Regions from separate parts of the Gossypium hirsutum genome. Here all the other regions are linked to region 1. A link is a contact called in public Hi-C data. All regions are on one chromosome and are shown on one strand. Each heading gives the region's core, a stretch centred on a gene start, on an enhancer-like site or on the middle of the called end of the contact. The rest is flanking DNA. Distances are from core to core; before and after follow the strand shown.

Evidence for each region. A called contact is a pair of places that touch in the nucleus more often than the background predicts.
Region 2: a Hi-C map of leaf shows a contact between it and region 1, with 3 times the contacts expected there. The contact joins the promoter of LOC107935766 here to the promoter of LOC121210868 in region 1. A contact is called at or near these places in 16 of 34 Hi-C or Micro-C datasets (anther, callus, hypocotyl and 3 more).
Region 3: a contact with region 1 is called in a Hi-C map of hypocotyl, with 3 times the contacts expected there. The contact joins the promoter of LOC107935810 here to the promoter of LOC121210868 in region 1. A contact is called at or near these places in 10 of 34 Hi-C or Micro-C datasets (callus, hypocotyl, leaf and 1 more).

What each region holds. Positions count from the first base shown.
Region 1 is chrA12:11,264,467-11,267,981 of Gossypium_hirsutum_v2.1, forward strand. LOC121210868 (zinc transporter 5) reads left to right here and starts at 1,926. Exons shown (of 11, transcript XM_041082712.1): 1 at 1,926-2,081; 2 at 2,679-2,871; 3 at 2,985-3,070. The coding sequence starts at 2,032.
Region 2 is chrA12:11,026,852-11,030,366 of Gossypium_hirsutum_v2.1, forward strand. LOC107935766 (elongator complex protein 5) reads right to left here and starts at 1,856. Exons shown (of 14, transcript XR_001694265.2): 1 at 1,720-1,856; 2 at 909-1,361; 3 at 709-820.
Region 3 is chrA12:11,058,049-11,061,563 of Gossypium_hirsutum_v2.1, forward strand. LOC107935810 (mannose-6-phosphate isomerase 2) reads left to right here and starts at 1,640. Exons shown (of 5, transcript XM_016868432.2): 1 at 1,640-2,338; 2 at 2,910-3,077. The coding sequence starts at 2,027.

The DNA.
Region 1 (3,515 bases), core at 676-3,175:
TGGTTTAATCTAATATTTTTTTCTATAAAAATATTAAAAAATTAGAAAAAAAATATAAAAATCATAACAATAAAAATATTTAAAAAATCATAAATTTTTAAAAAAATAGAAAAAATATAAAAAATTATAAAAATTATTAAATATTAAAAATATGAAAATTGATATAAATTTAAAAATTATAAAAAAAATATACAAATTATTAAAAAATTTAATAATTTATAAAACAAAATAATAAAATTAATAAAACATATTTAAAATTTTATAAAAGCGTATTAAAATTCTATAAAAAATCATACACAATTATAAAAAAATATTAAAATTAATATAAACTTATAAAAATTATAAAAAAAATCATAAAAACTTGAACTGGACCAGATCAGCCAATTGGACCTATTTAGCCGAAATTGACAATGGTGTCGGTCAGGAAAAAACCATTAGACTGGTTGACTTGGGAAAATAACAATATTTTTTTAATACTTTTCATGTTTTATTTAATTGAACTGGATTGGTTAGTCAAAATTGCAAATTGGTGGCCTTATCGGTTCGACCATCGGTCCGATTTTGAAAACATTGATTACAATTTTTTTTTACAAATTATTATTATTATTTTAAGAATTCTAATACATTTTTTTAAAATAAGTTTGTATCATAAAAACCATAAAATCTAATAAATATCGATTTTAGTAAGTTTATATCAATTTTAATAAAACTTATTTAAAATATAAACTTATAATAAGTTTATATCAATTTTATTTTTTACAATTTATTAAAATTAATATAAATTTATAAAAAAATAAAATAATTCATAATTTTTTTTGCATTTTTAATAAGTTTATGTAAATTTTAATATTTTATTTTTTTATATTTTTAAAATTTTTAAAATTTTTAATAATTTTTTAATCATTTTTATGAGAAAAATATTATATTAAACTAGAAGCTGTCATATGTCACCATCTAATTAGTTCATCAATTTATTTTAATAGTTAACGTGGTCAATAATCATTAATGAATGGGCTTAATTGATTATTTTAGTTTACGGCAATAGCTTAATTAAGTGTGAATTTAATATAGGGGCTTAATTGGTTTTTTGCATTTTCGTTAGTCTTTTTTTACATGTAAGCCAATTAACAATATACTATTAATAAAACCACTGACTAAATTAGTGTTACGAGTTAACCGGATACTAACTTAGTTAAAAAATTATAAAAATGTATTTTTATAATTAAAATAAGTCATATTATTCGAGAGCATTTTAGTCTTCTCATTTTAACAAAAACCAAGAAAAATATGAATACATTGAGATTTAAACAGCTCTAATTAAATTAGTAAAACCTTAAATATATATATATACATGTTTTTATTATGTACAATTTACTATCTCCACTAGTTGTACATCTATACTTACTATAAATAAAACTTCTGACTGAGTTGGTGTCGCGGGTTAACCGATTACCAACTCGATTAAAAAATTACAAAAATATCCTACCGTAATTAAAATAAGCCATATTATTCAATGGTATTTTAGTCTTTTCATTTTAACAAAAATCAAGAAAAATATATATACAACAAGATTTGAACTAACATAAATTTAATTAATAAAATTTTAAATTTACCTCTCAACCAATTATTTCATTATTTATTATTTTTTAAATACACATTATGTTACACATACTGTATTCTAGTTTTTAAAAAATTCCTATTAATCCTGTTTGCAATTAAAAAAAGAAACTCTTTTACTGAAGTATTGTGGAAACTTAAAAGATACGGTTTTAGACAGTCATAAAGAAAACCAATTAGAAATGGAACAATTAAAGCCCAATCCTTGATTGTAGCCCAGCCCAAAGCAGTCAATTTTCAGTTTGGACTCTCGTTTTTTCTATTTCATTCTCTCATTTTATTTTTGCTTGTTATACACTAATTATCAGTAATTAATCTCTGTTTAAGCTTTGTCTAATCCAAATTAAACTACTCTCTCATAATAAGCTATAAATATCCTCCTTTTCAGATACAAACTATTTCATTTTTTTGAAGATGATGTCTCCAAGGCCAATCTCTGAGGTTCGCGGATCGTCTAATTTCAGGTATGTATTAAAACAAAATAAATCTCTCATTCTGTTTTTTTTTTTCAATTTTCAATTTTATTTTTTAGAACCCTAGTTTTTCTGTTTGGTTTTCTAGAAGAAATGACATTTGTGGAGGAATTTGAAATTTGAATCTTACGTTTATTTGTGGAGTTTAGGTCAACTGCATTTCTTGCCTTCAAAGTGATATGCTATGAAGTTCCGATAAGTTTCTGTTCAAGTTTCCGATTTTCCAGCATTTTCTGGCCAACTCAACAGTGCCCTTACTTTGTTTTAGCGACTAGCGTGTTTAGCATTACTAAACTGAATAATCTCTACCAGTGTTGCGTACTTCTATGTAGTTTATGGGAAATTTTAGCTTAGTTTAGCTAAAGTATTGTTCTAAAAGTCGTAATCATTGAGCTATTAAACTTTTGATAATGATTTTTTGTTAAGAGATTAAAATAAATGTTCTCATATATTTATAAATACTAATAAAATACATTTGAAACACTGTTATATGACTATATGTTCATATACTTGTATATAAATTAATTGTATTATATTTTTGTTTGCTAGATCTTAGATGATTTTGCCATTAATTATTTTTACTTGTAGGCAAACTCCTCTGCAGATAATCCACATTGTTGGGAACTTCTTGAGAATATGGTCAGTTTATTCCATGTATCGGTACCTGACCCAGACTGGAGCTTCAGTGATACTTTTTATCTTCAGTTGTCTGGTTCCCTCATCTATCTTATTTTTACTCTTGCAAAAGCCTTGGAAGGGAAGATCACTCTCAAATACACAGGTCAAGTAGGGTTGCTTCTTTTCCTGAGGAGGATAATAACAATTGGAAGAAAGAGTGCTCACTTGTATCTTTTTCCTTAATTTTTCCTTTTTGAAGTCTCTCTTAATTTTCAGGTGGTTCCTTCTGTAATTAATGGTGCTATAACAGCTTTATATTTCATCTTGTGGGGAAAGGGGCTTAAATCTTGTGGACCACTTAGGTGCGTTTCTGGTGCCTTAAACATTGTTTCTTATTTCTGTTTATGGTTACATGTCTCAAACATGCATAGTTTGGTTAGATTGGGCATATAAGATGGTATTGTATATTTGAAACCTTGTCTGATTTATAAAAACAATGTAATTTGCTATATATTTATTTGTTGAGTTTATGAGAAACCCCTATGCTTTCAACCTCCTATTTATAGGAATCTTGAAAGTTTCTCTTTCCATTTTAATTATTTATATTTGTGCAAAATGCGTAGAAATGTCTTATTGTAGTGCCAAATCTGAAGGTGGAAATGGGGGAGAAAAATCTCTTGCCCTTGCTTGGACAGTTCCAGACATGATCCCTTTTTGATTGTTGTTAGAAAGGTGCAACTTTCACAAATTCTAAACTCCAAGCCTTTTGAAACATTTGTGTCAAAAATTGGCAAGGATGCACTTAAT
Region 2 (3,515 bases), core at 606-3,105, 240 kb before region 1:
CTCCGATTGGGAGGGGAAAATTTGCGATTAATCATTTGTTATTTGCTGATGATTGTATCATGTTTGATGATGCCTCGGTGGAGGGGGCCCATGTTGTTCAGAACATTATCAAGGAATATGAATTAAATTCGGGGCACCAGGTCAATTTCGACAAATCGTTTATTTATTTTGGTGCGTGTGGGTCACTCCGAGAGGGATACGATCACCAATGTTTTGGGTGTTAGGGTGGCTACAAATCCGGAAAAATATTTAGGATTGCCAATGATGATTGGGAGAAATAAGAGAAGGGCTTTTGCTGATTTTGTGGATAGGTTTCGGAGGAGAATTGAAAGTTGGAGTTTTCGTTATCTTTCGATGGGTGGTAAAGAGGTGTTCATTAAGGCGGTTTTGCAGGCAATTCCCGTTTATGTGATGCAATGTTTTGCCCTTCCGAAAACTCTGTGTCAAAAATTAGAACTTATTATGAACAAGTTTTGGTGGTCTAACAATAAGTCATCTAAGGGTATTCATTAGTGTGCTTGGGCTGACCTTTGTATGCCCAAATCTGATGGAGGGATGGGCTTTCAGGATCTATTTTTGTTTAATAAGGCATTGCTCGCTAAGCAAGTTTGGCGATTGATATCGAAGCCTGATTGTCTTTTTGAAAAAGTTTTTAAAGCTCGTTATTTTCATTTTTCAGATATTATGGCTGCTAAAATTGGTTCTTACCCCTCTTTTACCTGGCGGAGCTTATGCAACGCTCGAGAGCTGATTTCAGATGGGTTGCTCTGGCGTATCGGTAGTGGTGACTCTGTGAACATCTGGAATGATCCTTGGTTGCCTGGCCTTGGTAATAGTAGACTTTCAGTTTAGAGTACAAATACTAACTAGACTGTTGTGGGTCAATTAATTGATGTTAGATCGGGTACCTGGAATAAGGATATCATCTATCAAATTGTTGATGAAGAACAGGCTAATCGTATCCTTAAATTCCTCTTGCTGGAGCTGGAGCACCGGATGTGCTTGTGTGGCATTTTGATGCTTCCGGGGAGTACTCGGTTAAGAGTGGGTATCGTGCTTTACTCACTACACACAGGTATCCTAGTGATTACAATATGGAACCTATAGCCAGCTACAAACAATTCTACAATTTGCTATGGGAATTACAGATTCCTGCTAAACTAAAAATTCACATGTGGAGGCTTTCTAAAGATTTCGTGCCGCATTTCAACAATCTTCTCAAACGGAGATTGCAGGTTGTCAATGTTTGTCCCCTTTGTAAGGAAGCGCCGGAGGATCTTGGTCACTTGTTATGGTCCTGTGACGTGTTGAGGCATTTATGGCTCTCTTTGAATCTCCCATTTGATTGCAGTGTTCGTACTCTGGATGGTAAAAATCAATTAATGAACATTTTCATCAAAGTTGATGCGGATACCAGAAAGCTTTTAGTTATTTCCCTTTGGGCTACTTGGTTTCAGCGAAATAAAGTGGTTCATGAGGGAACGCAGTTTGTTTGGCAGGACCTCGTGGGTTTTGTGAAAAGGCTATGCTTCTGCTTTAAGTGTGAGTAGAGTTTCCATAGTTAGTCCTACAAATTTTGAGTCTGTGGGGTGGAGACCTCCGGATCCGGATGTGCTTAAGCTAAATTTTGATGCCTCCTTTCAAAGTGCATCTCATACTTCTACTGTGGCGGTTCTTGCTCGCAATGATTCGGGATTAATTATGGGAGCGTGTACTTACCCCTATGTTGATGTTGCCGACGCGTTTGTTGCAGAAGCTAGGGCCTGTGAACGTGCTCTTCTCTTTGCAATTGACATGGGGCTTTAGGACGATCATCCTGGAAGGGGACTCCCTCTCGATTATTAAAAAGCTTAACACTGTCAAGGATGATAGGTCCATTCTTAGACCCATTTCTCTGAATATTCGAAGACTCGCAGATTTTATGGATGGAGTTTCTTACCAGTTTGTCCCCAGGAGTGGCAATCGGGCAGCTCATACTTTGGCACTAGAAGGGCGCAGGAGGAATTCTCCTTGTTTTTGGGTTGAAGAAGCACCTATTTCTGTCGAAGTTTTGGCGGCTTCGGACTGGTTGGACTGGAGTCGCCGAGGATGAGTGGTTTCTTATGGGTTTTGATGTTTCGGAGAAGGTTCCTTGAATCTCCGTTGTTTGGTTTCTCAAAGCCGAGTCTTCCTCTTCATTTGGTTCTGCGCGAGTGTTTTTGTTGAGCAGCAGAGGAATGATTTTGCTGGTATTCATTTGGTATTTTCTTTGGAGGGTGGAGTGTTTTTCTTTTTTGGTTTTGTTTTATGTGTGCCTTTTCCTCTGTGCTTGAGTGGTTTTGGTGCTTTGTGCTGTCTTTTCGTGTGCTATAGTGTTTTGTACTGTTTTTTCGTGTACTGTAGATTATTTGTTGTTTGACACTTGGCCCCTTCATTTATGAATATCAGTTTTCTCGAAGGAAAAAAAAACCTAAAATATTATAAACTTAAAAATAAATTAAATCGCAAGGCTCAAACTTCAAATATTAAAGTCTAAATTTAACCTATATTTAAAATATACTTTTTTTTGTTCATACTCATTTTTTTATCTAATATATTTTTTACGCACCATCTAAATATTAGAAGATTGTTGGGCTTCCACAAATGGTCAAATCGTTGAAGAGGTCCAATTATATCTCAATGCCTCTTAGAATAATTGTGCTTTGTTTCTATGATCATTTATATCTGTTTTACTATATTTAAATTTATAATTAATTCCGTTAATTAATCAAATATCAAATTCAATTAAGAAAATATTTTAAAATTTAATTTTAAAAAAATTAATATTACTATAAATATGATTCGTGCTTTAATATCTTTTAAATAAAAATTTTAAATAAACTAAATTAAATTACTGCTTAAAATAATCCATATTATTTTTAAAAAACCACTCTCTTAAGAGAAACTATCTTCTCCTTTTGAAGATTTATTATTCATTTATATATATTTTATATATACCCTTTTTTTATAATATGTCATTTTCATAAAATTTAATACTAATAAAACATAATCTAATACGATCTGTGATAACATTTTAATATTTTATTGATAGTGAATACGATTATTCTTTTATTTTAAAAATTATTTTTCTTGTCACTCTACTGGCATGGATATTGTTACCAATATAAGAAGACATAAGTTTAGGTGTGCTGAATGATATTATCTTCCTATTTATGGATTGAAGAGAGACTATAAGTAATTTTAAATATTGTATAAAAAATTATTAAAAAATTATTTTTATTAGGAAAGATACTGAAATCCAAACTCAATAGGAATATACCCATTCCATCTGGTTTAAGAATTAAGAACTATTTTGGCTAAAAAAAATTAAGAATTATTTATTGAAAAAAAGAAGAGGAAAAGAATTATTCCCAAGGTTCCTACCCACCACCGTAACCACACGTTTCTTTTAGATGCAACCATTACCTCAATTCTTTTTTTTCTTTTGCTAAACAACAAAACCACGCCATTCTTATTTGGCTTTCAAGTAGAGGTGA
Region 3 (3,515 bases), core at 390-2,889, 210 kb before region 1:
AAGAGAAGTCTTTGAAAATTATCTACTTATAATATGGGAAGCAATAAATAATGTATTTTATTGACCAATTAAGATATTTACAAAGCTTCTTTAATGTCTCTATTTAGAGACATAAGAAGTATAAATGAAGTAGAGATCTACCCCAAATGACTATTAGAATTTAAAGTACTTCAAAATTTATCTTAATTTTGATGGACACCCACTTAATAAGATTTTCATAACAGATTTAATATTTTTAAAAGAGTTTTTTAACATAAGAGAAATATATTTATTTAAAAAACACAAGATACATTAAAATTTAATTAAATCCCAAATTACTTCATTTCATTAATATCTCTTAATTAATATCATTAATTAAATTGAATTTTAAGTAACATCAAATTTAGTTAAGTTAATTTAGAGCACTACAAATAACATTTTTAACCTTTATTTTATAAAATTTAATATAATTAGTGTCACTTACACTAATGACATCAAAACAGCTACTTTGTTATAAATAAATCTAAAAAAACTAGATAAATAATGTCTTTTTGACTGAATTTTGTATGGCAAATAAAGTGACTCCATTAAAAAAAAAACTAAAATTTAGCACACTTATTAGTGTCACGGATTTAAAATTTTTTTTTCCACGCGATTCATGTAACCTTAGTCAATTCCTTCACTAAAAAACACCTAAGTTAACTTAACTCGCAATAATTGAGAATTTAACAGAATTTTTCTAAGGCATCCACGAAAAACAATTGAAGAATAAAATAAGAACAAACTCTAAAGATGAACAAAAGTCACAGAAAGATGAGAACACTTGAGGGAAAAGTTTGAGTGAATACTTCCAAAGTTTGAGTGAACACTTGAGAGACCTCTATTTATAGCCGAGTCTCCCCAAAATCAACGATATAGATCAAAATACATCAATGGCAAAGATTAAAAGCTATTTAGATATCAAATCTCTAAGATTACAAAATCGTATATTCTAAAGATTACATTTAATGTCTAGGATCACATATCTTTAAAGATCACCTTCCATATTTGCTAAGCTTTGGGGATGGACTTTCAATCTTTCCAAGCAACGAACCAGTTCGGTTGGGCCAAATGACCTCTTTCGAATATGATGAATCGTACAAGTTCGTCATGGTAGTCATGATTACGGACTCCTATGCACAACCCATGACACTAGTGGATGAAACAAAATTTAAAATCATAAGAGAAGTAATAGCTAATATTTTTAACAATTAAAATTAATTACAAATATTTAAATTTCATAGTGAATACCATTTTCACCCTTTTCATATAAATGGTAGTATAATTTAATTTTACATCATTCATCTAGTATATATATATGAAAAACATCCAATTACTAAAAATTCTATCAAATATTTAGAGCAAAGATTTGCGTTTTAATTATACTTACTGAAATTTTAAATAAAAATTAAAAATTATCTTAGTTCAAACAATAAATAAAATTCCTAATCGAGTTGGGAGATGCAACTTATGAATGATATAGTAGTAAGTAGAATTTAGAAAGACTTAATAAATAGCATAAATAATAAATATATTATTTTTTAATTTTTAATTTTGTGTGGTAGAATATGAATTTTCGAGAATCTCAAATATACTGACTTCTATTTTTGTAATGTGAGCATATAATTGCTATTTTGCCAAACAAAATTTTCTAGAGATTTTAATATGAAAAAGAAAAAGAAAAAAAAAAAAGAGAAAAGGGGCACGGAAATTTCGTGCAGAAGTGGGAAGATAAGATCGTAAGAAACTGCAAAAGGGAAGCAAAGCAGAGTCATAGTTGAAGAGACCCCACAAATACAAATCGTGGTTCTTCCAAGCTTTCTCTATCTGAAATCTTCATTTTCAATTTTTCTTTCACTCTCTTTTCCCAACTTGTTTCCCTCTCTCTTCATACCTTTTCAAACTCTTCAAATACCAGCAAACGATGCCCATTCCCTTCTGCATTATCCTTCTCTTCTAGCCTTCTTTTCCTTCCTTTTTCTTTTCTTGGGGGTGGGGTATTTCAACAATGGCGAAGGCTGCTAATGTTGACAAGGTGAAGCGGTTAAGAGGTTGGGTGCAAAACTACGATTGGGGAAGATGTGGGGCGGAGGCACAGGTGGCAAGGCTATTGGCTTTGAATTCCGGGGCCGAGGTTAAGCCCGATAGGCCTTATGCTGAGTTTTGGATGGGAACACATGACTCGGGGCCAAGTTTTTTGGCTGATGGCTATGGAGAAGGTCAAAATGTGGGTTTAAAAGAGTGGATTCGGAAGAATCCGAATGTGCTTGGTCATAAGGTTTTGGAAAAATGGGGGCCCGATCTTCCTTTTCTCTTCAAGGTTTGTTCTTTTCTTTTACACGATTTATCTGATTCCTTTCTGGTTTTCGTTTTCCTCCCCTTTTGATTATTGGGAAATTGAATTTTGATTTCTGTTTTTGTGGTTTTTTTTTCTATTTTTAATTGGGTTAGTGGGTTTTCTTTTTAAAGGGTTTTTCTTTTGCATTTGAATAGGAATTACTGCAACTTTTGCTTCAATATTAATGGAAGTTGAATTCTCACCATTCATCTTAAATTTCCATTTTTTACAATTATATATTTTTTATTAAGATTGAATATGACTGAAATTTGCTTTGATGTGGTGTCCATTGTTTTTTTTTTCCCTTTCTCGGGGGTATTTACAAGTGTAAAGATTTTTTTTTTTGGCTGTTTTGATCTCAATTTTAATTTAGATCAAAGCTATCAATATAGCAATTGAGAAATTGGAGTGGATCTTGAATAGTTAATGGCAAAGAATTAAGCTTGAGAGTTTAAAGTGGAAATCAACTTAACTTTTAACTACAATATGAACTTTTCTTTTTTCTTCTGTGAATCGTCTAATTTGATTCTGTGGTTCATTTGCTGTAAAATAGGTACTTTCAGTGGCAAAAGCCCTTTCAATACAGGCTCATCCGGATAAAGAATTGGCCAAAGAATTGCTTAAGTTGAAGCCAAATCTCTATAAGGATGGGAATCACAAACCTGAGATGGCTTTGGCAATTACAGAGTTCAGGGCCCTTTGTGGATTCATTACTCTCGAGGTAATACATGAATCATGCTTGGTTTTTGGTGGAACTTTCCTTTTGCTGGTTGTTCTTTTTGAGTGAATAAATCTTGCATTTATGTTTGATAAAATTCTGGTAATCACGTTTTGCACTTAAATTTGTAATTATGCTGTCAAGATGTGGTTTTGCTGAATAAAGATTCGGGAAATGATATGCATGACAAAACTTTGAGGCTGAATCACATCTGAGTTAGAGGCAGAAGATAATCTATCTTGACTTTCCTAGAATTCACTGCCACTGTTTCTGGTCAGTCTTGTTTTGGTCTAAATAGGAGGGTAAAATTTAATATCACTGTGCCAGAACCTTTTTCATGTCTGTTGATATTAGAGGGGTTATTGATATTTTTAAACTTTTTTTGGTATATATTGTAATGCTCCAGGGCAGGTAAGATCGCATTCTGAGAAGTTTAATACC